Linked DNA regions of Gossypium hirsutum: region 1 is linked to region 2. The links are chromatin contacts, called in public Hi-C maps. All regions are on one chromosome and are shown on one strand. The core of a region is the stretch at or near the end of the contact, and the rest is flanking DNA. Distances in the headings are between cores, read along the strand shown.

Region 1 (5,436 bases), core at 1,159-3,658, 38 kb after region 2:
AATTGAATAATCATTTTATTATTTTATATAATTATATGATAAAAATTGATACCTAAATGATTATCAATATAATTTACCCTATAAAAAATAATAAATTTACTAAATAAAAATTTTAAAAATAAAATAGTCAACTTATTCATAATAGAAAAGCTAACATCGAAACTTCACCCTATTCCATTGAATTCCATAGCAAGTTATATAACGTTGAATTTTTTCTATTCCTAATTTATAAATAATTCATGCGTATGATATTTTATATCAAAGTAAAGAAATCATTTGATAGGCATCGGCAAAAATATTAGAGACCTATAAAGGCATCAATAATAAAATTGACACTTTTTCAAAAATAAAAAAACCTTGACAGAAATTAAGAAAAACAACAAAAACGTCAATAAAAGAGAAACTTCAATTTATTTAAATAACTAAAATAAAAAATAAAAATAAAAAAGTTCAGTGAAGGAAACATGAATTGTTACTGCATTATAAATCACAAGCAAGTTAAAAGTGAATGTTTTAATTCAATGAAACATGCATTTCATCAAATCAATCAGCAAAAATTCTATCATTTTAATAATATCTACTGAAAAACTCCAATTTAAACATAAGCTAACTTGTCAACTTAGATAGCAAACACAACACTCATTGCATGTCCAGGACACCAAAAATAAAAGATAGCCCATAAAGTACTGATTAAAACAATTGAAATTCTCCCCGCCCACGGTGTAATAATCTCGTCTAATGCCTCAACGGTTGGCCTTGGCAACCCTCTCGATTTCATCTTTCTTCTTGATCGCGTAGCTGCACAATCAATAATACCATCAACAATGATGGAAATGACACCAGAAATAAGCGAAAGAGCCATGAAGGAGACGCATAAAAGTCCTTTATTTACCTGTTCGATGATCCTTTTGCAGCATTAATAAGCTCATCGGCTAAACATTCAGCAATGGTTTTAATGTTTCTGAATGCAGACTCACGTGCTCCGGTGGTCAAGAGATAGATGGCTTGATTCACACGACGAAGAGGAGAAATATCAACAGCCTGACGCCTCACAACACCCGCAGAACCGATACGAGTAGCATCTTCACGAGGTCCACTGTTAAATCAATAGGTTAACTTCAAGTTTAACTGGTGATACATTTGAAAGAGAAAATATGAAAGCTTAAGGTCATATAGGGTACCTGTTGATTATAGCATCGACAATGACTTGAATTGGGTTCTGATCAGTCAGGAGATAAATAATTTCCATGGCATGCTTCACAATCCTAACTGCCATAAGTTTCTTCCCATTGTTTCGGCCATGCATCATCAGTGAGTTCGTAAGCCTCTCAACAATTGGGCATTGAGCTTTCCGGAAACGCTTCACTGAGTACCTTCCAGCAGTGTGCGGCACATAGGTTGCGTGCTTCGAAGCTTGGGCACCAATGTAGTCACTCAAAGAGATATCAGTAACCTAAAACCAAATAATCTTCGGGGTCAAGTACCATTGCAAACAAGAATTACAATTATCAAAAGGAACAGCAAATTGAGGAACCAAATTCTTTCCAATCAATAGTTGTAGACATTGAACCCAATTCATTAACCACAATTTATAAGCCCTAATTTTAAAACCATAAACACCAACTCAAAATCTATAATTCATAAGCCAGAATTCATTAACTCAAATTCATATTCACACTCAGAATGACAACCTAATACTTCGCAGCTTATCACTTATCAAGTTAAACTAAGCTACGAGACAAACAATTGCTCAGAGAAATTACAATAGAAGAACAGGAATAAATACAAATTCATAGGAGAACATAAACTACAACTTTGAATTAACATAAACAGCAAAAAAAAACAAAAAGGAAGCTCCAATTGAGATTAAAATAGTAGCTAAATAAAATAAGCATTGATATTCCAAAAAAAAATCATTATGATGCCAGAAATATATAGACAAGTTAAAAAAATAAATCCAAAGAGATGGATACAGTGATGAAAAGATAACTATTCTCTTCACTAAATCCAGTTACCAAAAGACCAAAAGAAGTTCAGCAGATAAGCTAGCAGGAAGCAGTATAAAGATAAAATGAGACATTTCATACAAGAACCAAGAAACATGGAGGCAAAAGAAAGAAAAATCAGATCTAAGCAAAGAAATACCTGGACATCCTCAAAAGACCAGCGATTGAAAAGCTTGACTTCGTAGTTAGGTTGGGTCGGGTCTTTGCTGGTCTCGGTGGCTGCCACGGCCATTGCCATACCTGCGAAAATAAAAACAACAATGAATTTTGAAGAAAGAGAGAATCAAAGTGAGTATTAGGAGAGAAATTAGAGCTAAAAGAAATACCTCAGATTGAATAGATAGAAAGAGGGAGCGGCGACCGAAGACTGAATAGTGCGGCTTTCACTGGTAGCGGTAGCTCGGAGATGAGGAAATTAAACAACCCTAATTAACAATTGTTATATATGAAACATCGTCCCGAGTTAGGGTTTTATTGTAAGGGATCAAATTTTGGGGCTTTTAGTGGATGGGTTTTGAGAAAAAAGAACGGCCCAATTATTCTTCAACTACCCCAATAACTCATTTTTAATATATAATTCAATGATTTTATGAGTAAAATAAAACCATTTTTTTTTAAATTACATTATTTATATTAATTATATTATAAAAATAAAAATTATATTAATTATATATGTTAAATAATATTTATGTATTTATATTAAATCACTAATTCAATAAAAATTAAATTTATTACCCAAAACCTAAAAACAACTTACCCAACTAAATAACCCAACCCAAAATATAAAATTTTAAAAACTATATTTAATACAATATAATATTTATTACATTTACTTGTGTTTTTTAATATAAATATTTTTTAATTTATTTTTAATGGGTTAGAAAATTTTTATTTTAATGTTTTTTCAATGCATTTAGGGATTATATTTTCTAAAAAAATATTTTTAAATAAAAAGCTTATCAAAACAAATTAAATATTGGTGGACCGGATTGGGTCCGAGATTACCTTTCTTAAATTGGATCAGACTTGGACAAAAAAATGAGTCCATTTTTTGAGTTGAACCTCGACTTGAAAATTTAATCTAAATGCTCTATATAGATCCGACTAAACTCGGCCAGTAAACACCTTTAATCAAAACAATTAATAAGACAAATTAATTATAGAATTATTAATATTTAAAGGTGAAAGAGGATATACAAAGCAATATTAATACATGAAGTTTTTTATTAGGCTACTTATTTAGGTTAGGCTTTATAATAATAATAACAATAACAATAATAAGAGTATTATTCTCGTGTTCAAAATTTTTAGAGTTTAGTCATGAAAGCGTACTGGTATTATTATGTAGTTTACGGGTTTGTTTAGCTGCGCTTCCAAAAAGCACTTTTCACTCAAAAAGTACTTTTGACTTTAAAGCACTACTAAACAAACACCATTTGAGTGACTTTTTTAATGTTTAAAAAAGTCATTTTCCTCCGTTGAAAAAACTGAAAATTTTAGCTTTTTCTAAGCTAAAAGTGCTTTTGGCTAGCTAATTACTTTTTTATCCTCCATTTTTCACGGTATAGGGACAATTTCCTCTTTATTTTTTCTTCTAGAGAATCTCTCTGGTTCTCCTCTTTTATTTCCTTCCTGTAACAGCTCGTTTTCAGTGGTGTCAAAAACAGTGGTTACAGGACCACAAATCTGATGAGTGAATAATTATTTTAATATTTATTATAACTCTACGAGATTATATTAAGGTCGTATTAAAAGTTCGTTAGGAAATTTTGATGTTTAAATGGTTAATTAGGTAAAAATGACTAAATTGTAAAAGATATAAAAGTTGAGTTCTATTAGTTAAAAGGGCTAAATGGCTATGGAAATGAAAGTTAATGGACTTGAATGGTAAATATACCATTTAAGGTGTTAGTGGATGTGCATGGACAGGGTTTGAATGAAATTTTAATAGTTTTTAAAGATTAAAATGATAATTGAATAATTAAAAGAAAAATTAAGTAAAGAAAGATGGAACAAAGTTATCATCTTTCTCATTTCATTTTTTCTAGACCGAAATTCACCATTAAAGAGGGGGAGAGCTTCAGTTTTGATTTCTTCTTGCATGGTATGCATCCAAGCCCCGTTTTTAATTATTTTTATGTTTTTGAGTTCATTTTAGCTTAATCTAGCTAGCCTGGGGGTTATTTTGCAAAACTGTCAAAGGTTGAGGGACTTGCCACGGATTTTTTAGATGTGTTTTGATGTTAGTTGATAGATTATTAATCTTTGTTGAAAAATAAACAAGTTTGTTAAATGATTTTTGATGAATTTTGGAATTAGGGATTAAATTATTAAAGGTGTAAATCTATAGGTTTTATTGTAAATTTTTTATAACTATGAGTTGCTTTAAGGTCCCTTGCAACATGGGTTAAGTTGAATTTAGGTTAAAATGGTTAGATTTTAAGTTATGATCTTAAGGACTAAATTGTGAAAAGTTAAAATGTTAGGAGCAAATTTTTAATTTTGCATAAATATGAGTTATGGATTAAATTGAACTCTAGAAGTACTTGATTAATTGAAATTATCCATTTAGATTAAGGTAAACCACAATCGAACCTAAATTGAGGAAAAGCTAAAGCTTCGGATTAGTTCGATATCGCTACTACGCCCTTAACTATCGAGGTAAGTTCGTATGAATTGTAATCATTTTAATGTTAGCTAAATTGAATATTTACTATTTGTTTTAATATAAATGAATCAATATATGAATGTATTCATGTTATGATGAATTGACGGATATCAAGTCTTGGTTGAACCTTAAGAATTCTTAGGATACAAATGACATGTCATTAGGGATTTCATGTTTCGGGTGCTATGAATGAGGTCTTACATTTGTTTCGGATTCTCTACAGCTCGTGTGAGCAGCATCGTGTAGCTTATATTCTGACCTACAGCTCGTGTGAGCAAGCCCATTTTACAGCTCGTGTGAGCAAGCCCATTTTACAGCTCGTGTGAGTATTGATGTAAAGGGAAGGTTACGATTATATGTAAAGGCACACTATGTGTGAGCTTTCCTGAGTATCCAATGTAATTCTAGATGGTTCAACGGGTAAGAAAATAAAATGAAATAGTAAGTATGTAAATGGACTGAATCATGATTTATGGTCAGGAATTATGAGCTAAATGATTTACCTATGGAAATTTACATATCTTATATTTGATTTCATTTGTATCATGGACAAGTATACTAACTTGTGAGTTGGTGATGTTGTATAGGCTTAAACTAAACTTATGGCATTGGTGATGATTTATGTTTAATCTTTGAATTGTATAAATGACATGGTAAGTTATGTTTTAAGATTATACGAGCTTACTAAGCACTCGTTGCTTACATAGTTATTTTCCTTTGTTTTATAGATCATTGGAAGCTCGATTTGGTTGGAAGCTTGTT
Region 2 (5,337 bases), core at 1,276-3,775:
ATCTGTGTTTTTGCTGATCAAGCAGCAACATGTATTCAATCGTAAAAAAATAAAGTAAAATAAAAGAACACTGAAAAATATACCAAAAGCTGCTCCAAGGAATCCATAAGAAAGGATGCACAGTCTATACATGATAGTTTATTCAAACCCATTACGATTAGAGGTTTCTTGTGGAGAAGTAACTGAATCAGTTTCAGACTTGAGTACTTGAAAGACATCTCCACTGTCTCAGTCGTGGACCCTTGTCGAGAAGCAGTAGCAAGCCGACATTGTTTGGTGACAATCCATATAGATGCCTATACGATTAAAGAAAATATATGAAAGTAAATGAACCAAACTCCAGCATTTAACATTTCTCTAGATTATTATATGCTAATAAACTTCAAAGTCGGTTTCTAATATAGAATATAATAAAACAAATTATACAAGAATATACAAAATTATGAATCTAAATGCATGTCCCTCCTTAGACCTGCATCTCTACAGTTTAATGGCCAACTATAAAAATGCTTTAAAATGCAAATAAAATTTGGTTAGTTTAAACCTAATAATGCTCGTCATTAGATACATTATACAGAGAAACCAAATTTGTCACTTTTAAAACATAAACAGGTCCAACAGTAACCATGTATATAACACATATACTACTTACTTGCTTCGACAAACTTTCCGCTTCCAGAAAACAAAGGACACAATCCACTGAAAAAAATAAAATCAAAAGACAACAAGTTTTTAAGTGGAAATGTTGAAAAAACCGAAGATGCTCAGAGTAGCTACATTACAACCACAATTTGAACCTTCAATAGATGACTGCTATACAGGAACTAAATTAACATCAGAGTTAAAGGAATGAAAATAAAAAATGGTCTAAAAAATAGCCCACAAGTAAAAATAGAGATACGAGTAGTAAACAGAAGGGGGAGGCTTTTGATGAAACGAAAGAATAAAGATGAGGGGCGAGAAATGTCCTATAGACAATATTCAACCAGACAGTGACCTTCATTACTTCTATTCTTCATGTAAGCAAAGTAATTAAACATGTAACTCATTTCTGCATAGCTTTAAGAAATTGTCACTTAGTGACGGAAACATAAAACTCATCTTGAAAAACATCTTAGAGATAGCATATTTCATCTATTTCAACCGTCATATAGAACACTACCAATAAATGAACAGTTACTACAGAGTGCACTAAGTAAAAAAAGCCAAACTATATTGTAAAAATTCAAGAATTAATGAACATGAGATTGTAGAACGCAAAATAAACAGACATGAGAATGTCAATAACAGCACTAGATGGTTTAAAATATGCATAAAACAGAACACTTCATCCTCATGTAAACAAATATTACCTTGAAGAATGACATGAAGGGAAGGCTTCCAAGAATAGATGGCTTCCTCACGGTCAATTGTCTTTCAGGGGGCATTTCCTTGCACAACTGTTGAGCTATTTCTTTCAATAATACCAACTGTGCATTGTCAGTTCGCATTGATATTATTGCTTGTCTCATTGATTCCCTATCAGCCTCAAGGGCCTGAAGCCTTGTATAGAGTTTCTTGATATTGGGATCACATCCATCAGGCAGATTAAGTGCATCCCTTGGAGTGTCTGCATAATCAACACAATCTCCAACTCCAGGTTTGGGCTCAGGGGTTCCCTTATATGGAACCCCAGTATGGATAGAATCAATAGTATAAACTCTGTCACTCATATCATCTCCAACTTCAGAAGCATTATCCATTCTTCCTGAGCTGGAAATCTTGTCCATTTCTGAAATGAACCTGGGAGAATTACCTGTAAACTCTGAAGTGATCTCTTTAGCGAGGAACGTGGTTGAACTATCACTTGAAAGCCTCCTTGAATGTCTTGATTGCCTAGGAGAGTGACCAACTATTACCTTCTCTGGAACATTCTTTGTTCCAGGGAAATATCCATCCAGTTCACTCAGCTGACTGCTGCTTGGATTCCTCTCAATTTGGCAGATCCTTTGCTCCAGATTCCTCAAGTGTTTTCGGGCACAAGGGGTTTCACCAAATGCATATTTCTCAATATCTTCAACATCATCACCAGGATTCTCATTCAAATTGCACTTTGGAGGTTGATAATCATATTGAAGAAGATTGACAGAGTCACCAAAGTTCTTAGCCACATTTCGAATCAGCCCATCCGGCTCACCTTCAACCTCTGCCTCCGTAAACCCATAACTCATCATCCTATGCTTGTAAGCCTGTGCTTCACAAGTAAGGGCTTGAATAGCCTGCTCTCTCTTATACAACAAATCCTCCAAATCCATTATCTCCTGTTGGTCATGTGCCATTTCTCCTCAGCAAAACACTTGAATTGCCGTGCCTCCATTTGGATCTCTGCCTTCTCTCTCTGCAACTTCAATATCATCGACATGGCCTCAGTAGCTGCCGATGATGAAGCATTTCTCTCTTCCTCCAATTCTCTATACAAATCTTGTATTGTGGCCTGTTGGCTGCTAACCGTCTCCCGCAAAGCAGCACATTCATTCTCAATTTGGACTTTGGGGTTAGAGTATAGATCAAACCCCGGAACATAAAACTTGTTGAAGTTCTCAAACTCATCGAATTTGCGTTTCACAGTGCGAAACCAAGTGCTCGGAGGATCACTAATCAAAGAACAGGTAGTACAATTGCAATCACAACATTTCACCAAATCTCTTGGAATCGGAGGTGAAAATACTTCTGACTCCATATACCAATATATGCATTCAAACTCAAGCAATCGAATTATTTACTGACAATTAAATTCAAAAAAAAAATCTAAAGAATATTAAAGTTCTCTCTATCTTGAATCTTAGATCCTCCAATGAATATTTTCCCTCCCTTTTTTTACTCCACCCACCAGCTACGTAAATTCCTCCCCCGATAAATCAAGCACAAAGCAAACTTCCTGAAAAAAATAATGAAAGGTGAGCAACTAAAAGATCCCTTTTGGATATAAAATTTACAGGAATAAAAACAAATAAATAATGTGCAAGTTTTATCAAGAAGAAGAGAGAAGGAAAAGTATGAATCTAACCTTGGAAGCTAAGACAGGTAGAGCTGGGAAATAGAGGAAGCCAATTTTCCCGGGAAAATAAACCTCTAGAGAAGAAAATTCAAGGCCTTTTTTGTTTCTAATTTTATCAATCTTCTTCTTCGAAAGAAAACGAATCGTCTGATAGCGAGAACAATCGACAAAAAAATATCTTCGGATAGAAAAACCGTATCCGTCGAATAGTAGTGTTTGGGGGAAAAGAAAATCAGGAGGGAAAATAATGAAAAAGAAGAAGGAAAGTGGAAACCCTAACTTTCACTTTTTGGATATTTGTTTGTTGGAAGGTGGTGTAGTTTGTTTTTTTATTCACCTTCCTTTGTGATCTGATTTTCGTATCCATCATCTCATTTTTTTTTTCTCCTTTATTTAATGAGTTTAATTTCTATGAGGAAATTGCTTTAGAAAATACAGGCAAAAAAAATCGTTATGAAATATATCCAACCAACTAATGATGTATCAGATTTTTTTAAAATAAAAAAAATAGAATTACTGAAGTTTTATCTCAAATAATAGTCAACAAAAAATCTAGTAAAATAATGATGGCGCTAAAGATTAGCTCTTCTGAATTTTTCTTGAAGTCTAATTAAAAATAAATACAAATTGATTTTATTTTATATATATATTTGCTATCGTCGAACTCGCTTTTGGTTCGTTCTAATCAGGCGGCCTTTAAATTATGTTGTCTTAGAAAATTGTAAAAGTTTATGTTATTAAAATTGCATATATTAAAATTACATTCTAAAACACTTAATTGATATCAGCGTAATTGTTAATCCAGAAATACCTGAGTTTAAACACATTTATTTTTTTTATTTAAGGATTGATAGGAGATGGATAATTTTAAGTTTTATATTAAACTTTAGTATTGATAGTTAATAAGGCATTGGCTTAGATTGTTAAGGTGAAGACTTTAAGTTTTGAGTGTCTAAATTCAAAATTTATTGTACTCAACTATATGCGTGGATCTCCAAAATTTCATCATGCGCAATTGTTATTTAGATTCTACTCATTATTTAAAATATGATATAATTATAATTTGATGTATATTCTTTATGTTTAATATAATTATATATCGGTTAAAATATATCCCAAATACTCTTTGTAAATTTAAATTTTTATTTATGTTTTTAGGAATTTAATCACTTTATTTTTTAGATTTAAAATTTGCAACTACAATTGCCAACACCGTTAAAAGTTTTTTCATAAAGTCGTGTCGTGTACATTTCAAATGACATTTTTTGATTAAATAGCTATCAAATGAATTCTTTTTTAAATGTCACACTAATTAATTTAACAAAAAAATTAATGATATATTTTAAAATTCAAAAAATAAATGAAATAATTATTAAAAATAAAAATATAAAAATTTTAAATTAATGAAAAATTCAAAGTTTAAAGTATATTCTAATCTCATATGGATTTTTTTTATAAAATTTAATGAAATCATAACATAAACATGTGGGAAGGGTTTCACGTCACTTGCCATCACTAGTAGGTATATTTGTTTCCGCTTCATTATAGGATAATTATTTTACTGAAATTCAAGGGAAATTCCAACAGTAAAAGATAATCAAGGGAAATGCAACGTAAAATATTTTGGGTAAAATTAAAATTATATTTTACTCTTTCAATTTTAGAACTAACATAAAAGTTATTAATGTTATTGAGATGTCATATTTTAATTATTAATTCATTAATTTTTATTATTCCTTCAATAAAATGATGATATGGTTCATTAATTCAAGAGGTTGGTATTTAATTTAACCTTAAATCATAGTCAAAATATTATTTTAATACTTTTAATTTTTTTTAAAAATAATTCTAAAGAAATTTAAAAGAATCTAAAAATATTTAAAATTCATAATTTATTTTCTAAAATTATAAAAAAATTGAAATTATAATTATATGAAATATTTTTAAAATTATAACATTCTAAAGAGAGGATTCCTATTAAAGAAAATTTCAAACTTTTTTTATAGAATTAAAATATATATTAGTTCCTAAATTTGACAATTTATATTATTTTATATTTTTTTATTTAATTGGTATCACAACTTAAAAATCATTAACTAAGTTTGACATATTTCTAAATACTTGGTTGATGGAGTTAAATTTTGTACTTACTATCAATAAAATAGCAGCACATGTATTTAAATTTTAAATTTGTTAAAAATAATGATATAAAAGTCTTTAACTCATAAAGAATCAAAAAGCAGGTGATTAAGTTTTGTACTTGTAGCCAAAAAAAAACACACTCATAAAAAGATAGAAAT

What was found. Hi-C and Micro-C count contacts between places; a contact is called where the count stands out from the background.
Region 1: a Hi-C map of fibers shows a contact between it and region 2, with 2.3 times the contacts expected there. The contact joins the promoter of LOC107934782 here to the enhancer-like site in region 2. A contact is called at or near these places in 12 of 34 Hi-C or Micro-C datasets (anther, callus, fibers and 2 more).

The regions. Positions count from the first base shown.
Region 1 is chrA01:49,443,313-49,448,748 of Gossypium_hirsutum_v2.1, forward strand. It overlaps LOC107934782 (40S ribosomal protein S5-like), which reads right to left and starts at 2,409. Exons shown (of 5, transcript NM_001327383.1): 1 at 2,333-2,409; 2 at 2,146-2,246; 3 at 1,182-1,453; 4 at 893-1,096; 5 at 684-798. The coding sequence starts at 2,244. The coding sequence ends at 744.
Region 2 is chrA01:49,405,301-49,410,637 of Gossypium_hirsutum_v2.1, forward strand. It overlaps the pseudogene LOC107934780. Among protein-coding and RNA genes, the nearest start is that of TRNAR-CCU, 2.8 kb to the right of the region's middle. Within about 2 kb of position 2,526, at least 2 of the 9 cell types and tissues checked have an H3K27ac peak or open chromatin away from gene starts, as enhancers often do. A contact at or near this core is called in fibers, where this site is marked.